2 separate regions of the Mus musculus genome follow, and region 2 is linked to region 1. The links are chromatin contacts, called in public HiChIP or PLAC-seq maps. All regions are on one chromosome and are shown on one strand. The core of a region is the stretch at or near the end of the contact, and the rest is flanking DNA. Distances in the headings are between cores, read along the strand shown. Region 1 holds the start of Mrpl35 (mitochondrial ribosomal protein L35). Region 2 overlaps Reep1 (receptor accessory protein 1).

Region 1 (6,107 bases), core at 1,606-4,105:
TGTATGTATGTATATATACATGTGTGTGTGTGTATCCCTCACACTAAAAAGTTAATCCTCACGCATATCCACACACACAATAATTAGTAGGGGTTTTTGTTGTTTGTTTGTTTGTTTTTGAGACAATTTCTCTGTGTACCTCTGTGTAGTTCTGTATCCTGGAACTCACTCTATAGACCAGGCTAGCCTGGAACTCAGAGATCAGCCTGTCTCTGCCTCCCTAGTGCTGAGATCAAAGATGTATGATGCAGCTGCTACCACTACCAGGCTTAATTAGTAGTTTCAAAAGAGCCTTTATGGACATATCATTGACCTTTTACTATATATGGACTTTACCATATATGGATGATTTTGGACTCCAAATGGCCACCGTAGGTAGGTGGCAGACTGACATGACAACAGTGTTTCAGACTCACTACCCAATTACACAGCCCATGTCTCGGAGAAGCAAGTATAAATGTCTTGAGTGTTTTTAAAATGTGATTGAGGTAACCCGTGGGGAGTCCTGGGACTCATACAGAGGAGCTCATAAACTGAAAATTATTGTTGTAATGGTAAATTATTATTTGCCTTTTTATTCTGGTAATCACATAATTGTACAGAGATTACTTGATTTATTAATATCACAAGAAATTGAATGTAGAAGCAAATTTCATAACTCAGGGATTTTTAGGTTTTTGATGCTTTTCTTGTTTTATTTGTTTTAATAAATAAGGTCTCACTCTTGCCCAGACAGGCCTTTAACTAGAGGCAAGTTGTCCTGCCTCAAGTTATCAAATACTGTGATTACAGGCATGGATCACCATGTATAAATGGGCTCTTTTATGTATTTGTTTTTTATGCTGGACCTTAGATTTCTCACAGTTATTAGTTTTGTTTAACATTAGTGGATTTATGATTGCTATTTTAATCATGTGTGGTAAGCAAAACAACCAGACCCTCAGGATGTCTTCTTTCTTCTAATCTCTTTGGATATGGTACCTTATAAGAAAAAAACATTCTGTGGATATAAGAGTCTGTCAATCCTACTACGAAGGAGGCAGAAGCAAAAAGATCTCTAAGTTCAAGGACAGCCTGGTCTACACAGATTGTCTCAGGCTGGCCAGGGCTACAGAGTGAGAACATGTCAACAAAAACCAAACAAACAAAAGCCAGAAGAAGAATTTTTTGTAGCTCAGTTATTGCAGGCATTCTTAGCATGTAGGAGTCATGAGTTCAATTCCCAGTACTAAATATATAGTATTTTTGAGATGAGAATACCACTTTTTATTATCTGGGTAGGTCAAGTATGATTATAAGATTGAAGGAGGATGGGAGGAATAAGACACTGTCTTTGCAAAATACAAAACTAGGGGCTGGAGAGATGGCTCAGCGGTTAAGAGCACTTGCTGCTCTTCCAGAGGTCCTGAGTTCAATTTCCAGAAACCACATGAGGACTTACAATGACACATGGTGACTCACAACCAGAAGGGGATATGATGCCTTCTTCTAGCCTGTGGATGTTTATGCAGCAAAACAATAAATAAATAAATAAATAAATAAATACAAAAGTGTTCATGAGCCAAGGATTTCAGACATTTTCTAGAAACTGGAAAAAAGCAAGAGAAAGGACTTCTCTTCTAGAGCTTCCAGAAGAATCACAGCCTTAGTATAACTTGATTTTTAGTCCTTGGAATTTATCTTAGATTTCTGGCCTACAAAACTCTGATAGTGAATTTATGGCATTTAAGTCACTGAGTTTGTCATAGTTTTTGTAGCAGCAGTAGGAAAAAGACAACTGAGTTTTTTTTTTTCAAGATTTATTTATTATTATATATAAGTACACTGTAATTGTCTTCAGACAGCCCCAGAAGAGGGCATCAGATTTCATTACAGATGATTGTAAGCAACCATGTGGTTGCTGGGATTTGAACTCAGGACCTTCGGAAGAGCAGTCAGTGCTCTTAAAAGTTGAGCCATCTCTCCAGCCCCCTATTTTTCCCAATTTTAAGTTTTAGTATAACAAATACCAGTAGATATAACCATATAAGTTAAAGCTCTTTGAATTTTCAATAATTTTCTGAGGTCTTCAAGCCTCAACCTGCTATGGAGCTGTTACCCTAGGTGTAGCCACCACTACTAGTTCCTCAATAGAGTGTAAGAGTCCTGAAGCCAAAAATTGAACCGCCACTCTCTAAATGAGATTTGTGGGGTGTTTGTTTTTCTTGTTATTTTGGACTTTTCTCTTCCCTTTTCACCTTAATTTTTGCTTTTTTATTTTCGTTTTAAGTGTCTTTACACAATCCATGCTGGCTCAGCAGCAGAGCCTGTAATCCTTGTTATCATATCTATACTGGCAGTAAGGTCACTTGGAGTACAGGAGTCCCAAGTCACCTTCGGGATCTTGGAAGACCTTGTCTCAAAAATGGGGAAGTTGAGTTGGGGTATAGGGGAGGAGTGTAGCTCTCACTTTTAATCCCAGCAGCGGGTCTCTGTGAGTTCGAGGCCAGCTTAGGTCTATAGAGCTAGTTCCAGGTCAACCAGGGCTACATACATAAATCTAAAACAAAACAAAACAAAACAAAACACACAACAACAAACAAACAAACAAAACCCCCAAAACCTGTCTCAAACAAAACAAAAGCAAACAAACAAAAGTTTAGACAGTACCAACTCCTGCAAGTTTTTCTCTAACCCCCATAAGCACGCAGGGTCGTGCGCGAACCCAAACATAAAGGCAAAATAAGTAATTAAGAAGACGGTGGTTTAGGGCAGAAAGGCAAGGTTCAAAGAGCTCAACCTTGGCCACGCCTGTTCCCTTTAGTTCCGCCTCCTCCACGTTTCTTATCCTTTTGCTTTGTAACTTTGAGTCCACTGCGGCCACCGTAGGCAGGCTGCAAGATGGCGGCTTCCATCTTCACGGGCGCCGTGAGAGCTGCCTCAGGTCAGTGTTCTATTGACAGCTTCACTGAGAAGAGGGTCGGCGCGGGAGGGAGTGGGAATTTAGTTTGGATGTTAACGAGGAAAGAAAAACAAGATGACTTGAGGTCGGAGGTTTGCTGCGCGATACCTTGCACAGTGTAGTGCCCATGACCCGCGTTCACTGGATCCACCCTGCCCTAGGAAGCACACCCGAGACTGAGGTAGAGGAGGTGAGGGTGACACCCAAAAGTCCGCTTTTTTAAAAAATCTGATTTAGAGGTTCAACCACCTCTCTCAACTTTGACCTTGAGAGTCATATAATTTCTCTGAGTATTTTGGTTCTCTAGCGGTAAAATGGGGCTTCCTCCTACCTGTGGGTTAAACAAGTGTGTAAAGCATCGAGTATCTGGTCTCCTTGAGAACCGTGTGTAATTACCAGGAGCCTGGTCAAATTCGTTTTGAAGTACACCCCTCTGATGGTAGCGGGGCGGGCTTTAGGAGTGAAGGCAGAACCAGATAGGAAATTAAAAGTACTCAAGTATGATAGGGGTGATCAGTAAGCGACTTGCACACAACTTATACTGTAGAGATAACATTTGTGGAAAAATAGGCAGAGGACCAAGAGGGAAAAAAGTAACCATATAAAATTTCCAGGTATTAGAGCTTAAAAATGGAACTTTTGTGAGTTATGAAATGTGTATATAAAAAGTTTATATTAGGGGACATACGTGTAACTAACACCAGTTCAAGCCAAGCCCCTTTCCACCCCGTGCATTGCCCCGGTCATTATTCCCATAGCCACTTGAGCAACTATACCTTCATCTCTCAAAAGCATATTTTGTCTAGTTTTGAACTTTACATTAATTTATATACAATATGTCTAGTGTAATGTCTGGTTTTTATTTACTCCAGTGTGTGTGTGTGTGAACCCTTTTGATTTCTGACTGCTGTATCTTCTTTTCTTTTTTAAGATTTAAAAATTTTATTTATGTAAGTACACTGTCGCTCTCTTCAGACACACCTGAAGATCCCATTACAGGTGGTTGTGAGCCACTATGTAGTTGCTGGGAATTGAATTCAGGACCTTTGGAAGAGCAGTTGGTGCTTTTAACTGCTAAGCCATCTCTCTAACCCTCTTCCTACTCTTCTTCCTCCTCCTCTACCACCACTACCACCACCATCACAACCTTTAAATTCTTTTTTTTTTTTTTTTTAATGAGACAAGGCCTCATTATGGAGCCCAGTCTGGTCTTAAACTCTCAGTCCTCCTTAGCTTCCACATGCTGAGATTTTAGGTGCTTGGACTCCCAAACCTGCTTTTCTTCAGCACATCTTTATCTGGTGTTAGCATTGTTTCGATGTTTTCTTCAAGCTTAGGCCTCTTAATCATTTTAGTATATTATCTCATGTAATCCTCTCCATAATTAGCTAATTTAAAGTTGAGGAAATGAGCATAGAGAGGTTAAGGAAGTTGTTCCTGTTCACACCACTCGTTAGTAGGAGCTGAAATGAATACTAGTCTGGCTCAAACCTGTCCCTTACTCACCACACTGCCCCATTTGTTTGGTGAGATCAGTAGAGAAGACAGTGGAGTGGTCTAAGTCTTGCATCAGATTAGGTAGATGCAACTTGGTAGAGCTTTTGTTGTTGCTTTGAGGAAAGGTCTCACTATGCAGCCCAGGTTAACCAGGAACATGCTGTATTAATAGTCATGTCGGTCTGGTACTTGGGATTCTCTTGCCCTTGTCTCTGGAGTGCTGAGGTTGCAGGCATAGGACCCTACACCCAGATCAAATTGTTGCTGGTGTCTGTCTTTTTGAGATAGCATTTCCTGTAGCCCATGCTAGATGTGAACTCTGGTCTGCTTTAGCCTCTTGCACACGGAACTTACTAGCATATTACCAACATGCCAGGCTTGGCCTTTCCTTTTTTTTTTTTTTTGTTTGTTTGTTTGTTTTTTGTTTTTCTTAAAGCTAACTTCATTGAAATACAATTTAGTATATTTGTATTTGTGGCAATGTTTGTATATGTGGGCATATACACATGTGTGTGCATGCAGGCACATGTCTGAGATTGCTCTCAGGAGTAATCCTTCTTTTAGAGCCTGGGTTTCTGCCACAGACCACCCCAGTCGGGTATGGCGGTCCCTGGAATGAGGGTCCCGGAAAGCTAAGTGGGTAAGGATTTTGCGGGGACAAACAGAAACAAACACAGAGGCAGTTTGAATCTGAGTGCATTTTGCAGGTCTCAGGCAGGGGTTTTTATACATTAAAAAAAAAAAACCCAAATATTACAACTCTTAGATGTGTTCAGTGAAGCAATTACAAATACCATCATTATCATTTGGCTCAGTAAAGCACAAAAATCACGCAAACTCTGAATCACAAACAGAACAGGTAACATTGTTAATAATAGAAACCATCCAAGCATTACAACTCTGAAAGGATATATTCAGTGGAGCAGTCATCCAAGGCTAGTGGCATATTTCTGAGAGCAGGTTAATAAATCTTTATGGTCAATTATTGTTTAACATCTAATGCTTGATTTTTTAAAATAAATTTTCAATGTGTAAATTTAAACTATTTTAATTCTTTTTATTTAAGTCTTTCTTTACCATATACCAAAGCCACCTCCAATGACACACTTGTAGCCATATGAAATTTTATTGTTGGGGAAGTTTTTTGGGTTTTTTGTTTGTTTGTTTGTTTTGTTTTGTTTTGTTTTGTTTTGTTTTTTGACAGGGTTTTTCTACTCTCACTCTGTAGACCAGGCTGGCCTTGAACTCAGAAATCCGCCTGCCTTTACCTCCCAAGTATTGGGATTAAAGGCATGCGCCACCACTGCCCAGCTGTTGGGAAAGTTTTTATCTATCATAATACTATTTTATAATTTTGTAAATGATTTATAAAGTAAAGCATTGGTTTCCCCAGAGATAAGGTCATGTTAGTGACCCCATTTCAAGGGATGGTTTCTTACCCATTATTCTTGCTTAAGATCGTAGTCTAGGCCACCAGGAACATGTTGTAAATAAGAGAAGGAATAGGAGAAAACAAAACAGATAAGTTGCCATGAGAACTACGGCTCAATATGTTGTTCTGGACAAGAGATCCACACCCGGTTCCAGGAGGCCTCCTTCTTTTGAAGTTTCGCCTCAGTCTGTGGAACTTGTCATACAGATTCTACTGGGGTTGGTGTGGTAGGTTTCT
Region 2 (6,107 bases), core at 1,581-4,080, 66 kb after region 1:
ATTATACTAATTAATAATAATTAATTTGTGAAATATTAATTCCAACAGTTTCAGTCTTGAGAAAGGGTCTCACTCAATATTAGTGGCTCCCCGAGGATGGTGACCACTACATAGCCAATAGGAATTAACAGAGTTATTCAGGACACTGGGATAGGAAGGTCAACAACTGTAATTGCACGCATCCTTAAAAAGGAATTCTTCCCAGTGATGTCAGAGGGAGCCATGCCTGTGGAAGACTGCTCAGAGATGCAAAACCACTGGCTCCAAAGAATGAGGAAGCGGTGTGTGCTGGCGAGCAGCTGCCACCTGGAGCCACAGACCAGGCAGAGACACTCTTTCCTTCAGAGACTGCAAAGAGAAACAGCCTTGCCTGTCACTTCAGCAATGGAATCTAATAATGTATGCTGTTCTATGCTGGGAAGTTCATGGTAACTTGTTACAGTGACAATAAGCTAATCCGATACTTTGTACGAAATTTAGAATAATAACGAAAGAATATAAAAATGAGAGTATAGCCAAAAGGAGTTATTCAGCGTTATAAATATTAGTAGACACAAGGGTGTTATTGTTACAGTCTTCAAATTTTGCATCATCCTGAGCTAAAGAGAGAGCTCAGCCATTGAGAGTACTGGCTCTTCTTCCAGAGGACCTGGGTTCAATTCCCATAAATTACATGGTGGCTCACAACCATCTGTAACTCCAGTCCCAGGGGATTTGATGCCCTTTTCTGGCTACTGAGGGCACTGCGGGCACATGGTACACTAGGACAAGCAGGCAAAACATCCATACCCATAAAATAAAATAAAATAAAATAAAATAAAATAGCATTATTCAATAACCTATGTTTTTGTACATATTTTATAAATTATAGATAATGAATATAATTTCGGGTATAACCAATTTAAAAACAATAAATAAATATGTTTAAAAGCTAGTTCAAGAGACCACTGACTCTTCTCAGGGAAAATGATCTGAAGCAGACCCCAGGGAGCGGCTGTAGAGAACGACAGGAGATCTGCGTTGGGAGATGACATGGCCCTGAGGATGATGGGCACAGTCACCAACTGGGCATGAGAAGTGATGCAGCTGGATAGTGAAGGAGAGGCTGGAGTCCCGGGAAAGTTCCAGGTCGTCTCCTGTACAAATGGGGTTATGAGGTGCCACAGCTGAGAATCATATGGAAGAAAATCTTCATCAAGAAATTCAAGAGATCGAAATAGACTAGATTTCAGGGCTGCACTGAGGGTGGGTGGGGTTGGGAACAGGGTGTTGGGGGGCAGAAAATATTTAGAGAAATGACTGGAATTGGGGGGCATTTCAATGGCAAGGTGGAAACCCAGTGCAATGGAAACCCCGTGGGCTCTCCGAGAATAATCCTTGCAAAGACTCCTAGTAATGAAGGACAGGGGGCCTGAACCAGCCATCTTCTGTAACCAGGCAAGGCCTCAAGTGGAGGGATTGGGACACCAACCCAGCCACAAGACCTTCAACCTATAGCTTGTCCTGCCTGCAGCGTGTTCTGGGACCAGAGCCTAACAAAACAAACATCAAAGAGTCCGGAGAGAGTTCATCCAGCAACTGATGGGGACAGGTGCAGAGTCCTACAGCCAACCATTGGGCAGCCCAGGGAGCCCTGCAGAGGAGCAGGAGGAAGGATCAGAGGAGCCAGACGGGTCAGGGACACACAGCCCACAGAATCAACTGACTGGGACTCATGGGAACTTAAGAGAGCAGGGAACCTGTATGGGTCTGACCTAGGTCCTCTACTTATGTGCTACGGATGTGTTTTTTTGTGGGAATCTTAACATTGGGAGCAGGGGCTGTTCCTGACTCTTTTGTCAACTCCTTTCCTCCTGCTGGGTTGCCTTGTCCAGCCTTGATGATGGTACATGCCGGGCCTCACTGTTGCTGGGTCTTACTGTAGCTTGTTATCCAGTGTTTGGTTGATGTCCCTGGGAGGCCTGCCTGGTCTTTTCTGAGGGGAGGTGGAAGGGGGTTGATCATGGAGAAAGGGGAAGGTGGGTGGGGGGGGGGGGAGAGAAACTGCAGGCAGGGTGTAATATATGAGAGAAGAATAAAAAAGAAAGAAAAAAAGAAAAATAATTCCCTAGATCAAATTGACCTGTGGCCATGCCTATGAGAGACTGTCTTGATTGTTAATTGATATGGGAGGGATCTGCCCACTGTGGGCAGCGCCAATCCCTGGGCAGGTGGTACTAGGTGGTATAAGGAAGTTAGCTGACCATGAGCCCAAGTGAGCCATCAAAACAGCATTTGCCATGGTTCTGCTAGACTTCCTTGGCTGTGAGTGAATTTCTATGTTAGAGGCACTCCTGCATGACTAGCAAGCAGCCTGCCTTTAAGATCCTGCTTGAGTTCTTGCCCTTGCTTCTCTCAGTGATGGAGATCATCAGTGATGGAGTCATCTAGACGTTTAAGCCAACTTCTTTTCTTCCCCAAAGTTGCTTTTGGTCAAAGTGTTTCCTTATTTAAAGTTTTAAGATTTCTTTTTATTTTTTTAATTCCTGTCTGTCTGTCTGTGTCTCTGTGCCTTGCTCTCTCTCTCTGCGTGTGAGTGTGTGTGTGTGTGTGTGTGTGTGCGTGAGTGTGTAGTAATGTGTGTTTAGGTGCTTTCAGAGAGCAGAAAAGGGCATCAGATGCCCTAGAATTGGAGTAACAGGTGTTGAGAGCCACTTAATTCAGGTCCTCTGGAAAAACAGCAAGTGCTCTTACCACTGAACCATCTCTCCAGCCCCTAGTCCGAGCATTTCATCACAGCAACAGAAATAAAATCAAACAGACCACAAGAAGGAAACATGAACCGTGTGAGTGCACATGTGATATGGCACTGAGCATGCTAGAGTGGGGGCTTTGAGAGTACGCACTGAACATATGTGACAGTGTGCGTGTGTGAGGGGCAGCAGGAGGAGGCAAGTCTCCCCTGATTCTCCTCAGCTCCCATCTCCCAAAGCCAGTTTTACCCAGAAACCTTCTAACCTTAACTGCCAAGCTCCCCCATGGGGAAGTGTGCACACCCCAGCCAACAGACAGCTGTTCTACTTGTCAGTTAGGTCTCACTCAAAATGAATGAGCTGCCACTCTGGCCATACACCAGGCTCCTGTGAGCTGAGTCAGCACAGAACGATTTACCAGGGTTTGATCTCGCCCAGCTGCCTGCGAGCAAGCGTGCTCAGCCCCTGCCCTGGAGCGGATCAGCCTTGAATTACAGAGACCTCAGTAAGGCCTCCCTCCCAGGCCCAGCTGCTGAGTACCACAGGTGGGGAGGGCTCGGGAGGGGGAAGCACTGGAAGAAGAAGCTGCCTATTGCTTTAGCCTGGGCTGTGTCAGTTGAGAACTGGGAGCCTCTGTGTTTGCAGCTTTTTGGCTATTTATAGCATGGGCACAGGGCTGTCCTCACACATACCAGGGATGGGCCTCCAGAAGTCACCCACTCTGGGTCCCCTGTTAGGAGCAGCTGAAGTAAGTGGTTCTGGGAACAGGGAGCAAGGGGGCTGGGCTTTGGTTGCAGCTGAACTGGAGGTGTTCATCATAAAGACTTCTTGGGAAATCCACGAAAATAATGACTTTCAAGCTAGCTCTGAATTAATCCATTCATACTTTAAAAGATTTTGCTTTTCCATTGCCATGGGCTCAGCTCTCTGCCAAGTGCTGCAGAGAGCTGATTAGGAACACCCCCACCCTCAAAGAGCTGACACGTCAACCAGGCTAAAACTGGTGTCGGAGGACAGACTGGAAGCGGGTCAGAACCAGCGAGCCAGGTAATAACCCAGGTCACATGGCTTCTCAAACCTGTGTGCCGTCTCTGGGGGAAGAAGGTGGTCTGTGGTCTGTGGTCTGCAGTTCCCCGGGTGAGGGAACTGGCCAGAGAGATGAAGTCACCATGGCACCTGACCCCGAGTCCCAGATTCAGTTTCTCCTTACAGTTCGCTGCTTTCCTCACTTTGATACTTAGGGTCTGGACAGGGGACAGCTTTGGATGGGGACAGGACTTCTGAGGAGTCACATGAGAAGGGTGATAGGTTCCCTTCTGCCACAGACCCAGACTAAGGGACAAGTTCCTCCACCATTCACGCTGAGCCACCCGCCCCCAGTGAGCGGCTTCACTTACATATTCTTTAATGTCCTTGGACTTCACAGCCTTGTATGAATAATATGCAGGATAAAGGGTGCCAAATATAAGCCTGCAGAGACGAGACAAAGGAAAAAGAGAGACATGATTTTCACCCATCCTGCTTGATGGAAATCATAAAACATCATATCCAGGGAACCATTCAAGCCAGGGAAATAACTCCCCTGAAGGTTTCCCGTTCACTGCTACATAATTCTTAGAAACACCTTTTCCTGAGACAGCCACCCACACACTTCCTTCTATCTTGGCTTGGGCAATATGGAAGGGCGACCAAGAATTATGGAGGTTAAGACAGGAGGAGACAGCAGCTAAGGCTCTGTGGAAGGATGGCTTCCTCTCCTGATGTTGATCTCCACCAGCAGATGCTGGAAGCCTAGGATCATTGAATTTGGCCTCAGCATCTTGCAGCCAGCATAAGCTTTCATATTCACAAATCTAACCAGGTCCACATCTCCTCCCATCAGCACACCTCCTCTGCCTTCACTTCTCTCACTAGGGTCAGTGAGTAGTTAACTCTCAGGCCTGCATCTGAGATCCATCTTCAGGGGAAGCTCTACCTGCCCGTTCTTGATACCTTACCTTTGTCAATGCTGCTTTCTTCTGGAATCTTCCCTGTCTTTTTTTTTTTTTTTTTTTTTTTTTATTAATACCTGCTCATCCATTAGATCCCGACTCCCACATGATTCTCTGGACACCCCTCTGACTTCCCAGACTAGCTCAACTCTTCCCAATGAACTTTCTCAGCATCTTGTACATAGCATCATGGTGTTCTTTCACTTGGCACTTTGATAGGCATCTCACCAGTGAACTATAAATGCACCGAGGGCTGAGCACAGGTCCTCATTATTTGCTCTAGGCGGACCTCAACCTGAAGACCTCCTTGGCTCAGCCTGCCGAGTACTGGGGTTGCAGGCATGCAACTCTATGCCTGAGAACAGGTGTTTTAAAAATTTATTCATTTGTGTATGTATTCAAATGGGTACCATGACACACACATGGAAGTCAGAGGACAACTTGTGAGAGTCAGTATTTTTGGTTCCACAATGTGAGTCCCAGGGATCGAACTCAGGTCATCAGGCTTGGCAGCAAGCACCTTTACACACTGAGCCATTTTACCCACCCAGTATATATTTATGTTTCTGAAACAGAGTCTCACTTTGTAGCTCTGGTTGGCCTATGTAGACCAGGACGGCCTCAGACTCTCAAGAGTTCTGGCTGCTAATGTCTCCTGAGTTCTGGAATTCAAGGTGGCACCACCACACACAGCCTAATAGGTATTTTTAAATGAACAGAGTGTCAGACCTAGAAGGGCTTCATACTTTTACTTCAAATGACAAAGCCACTTGCAATTGTCACCTCAGTGCAAACAGACTGGGTACAAAAGCTACACAGTCTCAGATCTTAAAGGAGCTGGCAACCTCAGACAGAACTTGGTGATCCATTCTTGTTATTAAAGATACCATGCTGAGAATATCCAAAGTTAATACCTATTAGGCATTTAGAGTCATAGAAAAGAGATGCAGTTAACCAAGCAGGGGATAGCTTTACCAGGAGCACTGTGGCTGGGGACATCAATGTCTATGGAAAATAACAGAACCAGGTCAGTTCTGACACAGTAGGAAGGTGTGTGTGTGTGTGTGTGTGTGTGTACACAAATGCCTGTTTCAAGTACTTTACAAACCTTATATCTTAGACTTCTCTGGCCAAAGAACCCCCCTCATGCACATAGAGCCTCAATGCTCAGAGAGGCTGGCCACTTGCTTGCCCAAGGTCTCATAATCATTAAGGAAGGAGTAAAGCAGGGGCTGAATCCAGATAGTCTGGCCTCTTCCAAGCCTGATTTCCTGTCACCATTGGCTGAGATGAGAGGCATAAGAATCCAGATAAGCAAGAAAAGGGGACGAAAGAAAAGGGGCTGGAAGGAAGAGTAAGGATGGCAATGGGAGTGAAGGAATTT

What was found. HiChIP or PLAC-seq counts read pairs in DNA pulled down with a chosen protein or histone mark.
Region 2: an H3K4me3 HiChIP or PLAC-seq map of the SCID.adh cell line shows a contact between it and region 1, with 14 read pairs. The contact joins the enhancer-like site here to the promoter of Mrpl35 in region 1. A contact is called at or near these places in 1 of 39 promoter capture datasets (macrophages), 3 of 115 datasets of contacts at active chromatin or transcription factors (the SCID.adh cell line and embryonic stem cells) and 3 of 9 other capture datasets (adipose tissue, embryonic stem cells and pancreatic islet).

What each region holds. Positions count from the first base shown.
Region 1 is chr6:71,820,532-71,826,638 of GRCm38.p6, reverse strand. It overlaps Mrpl35 (mitochondrial ribosomal protein L35), which reads left to right and starts at 2,855. Exons shown (of 4, transcript NM_025430.3): 1 at 2,855-2,923. The coding sequence starts at 2,881.
Region 2 is chr6:71,754,459-71,760,565 of GRCm38.p6, reverse strand. Reep1 (receptor accessory protein 1) reads right to left here. Exons shown (of 7, transcript NM_178608.4): 2 at 4,130-4,202. Among named protein-coding and RNA genes, the nearest start is that of Reep1, 50 kb to the right of the region's middle. Within about 2 kb of position 2,830, at least 136 of the 459 cell types and tissues checked have an H3K27ac peak or open chromatin away from gene starts, as enhancers often do. A contact at or near this core is called in the SCID.adh cell line, where this site is marked.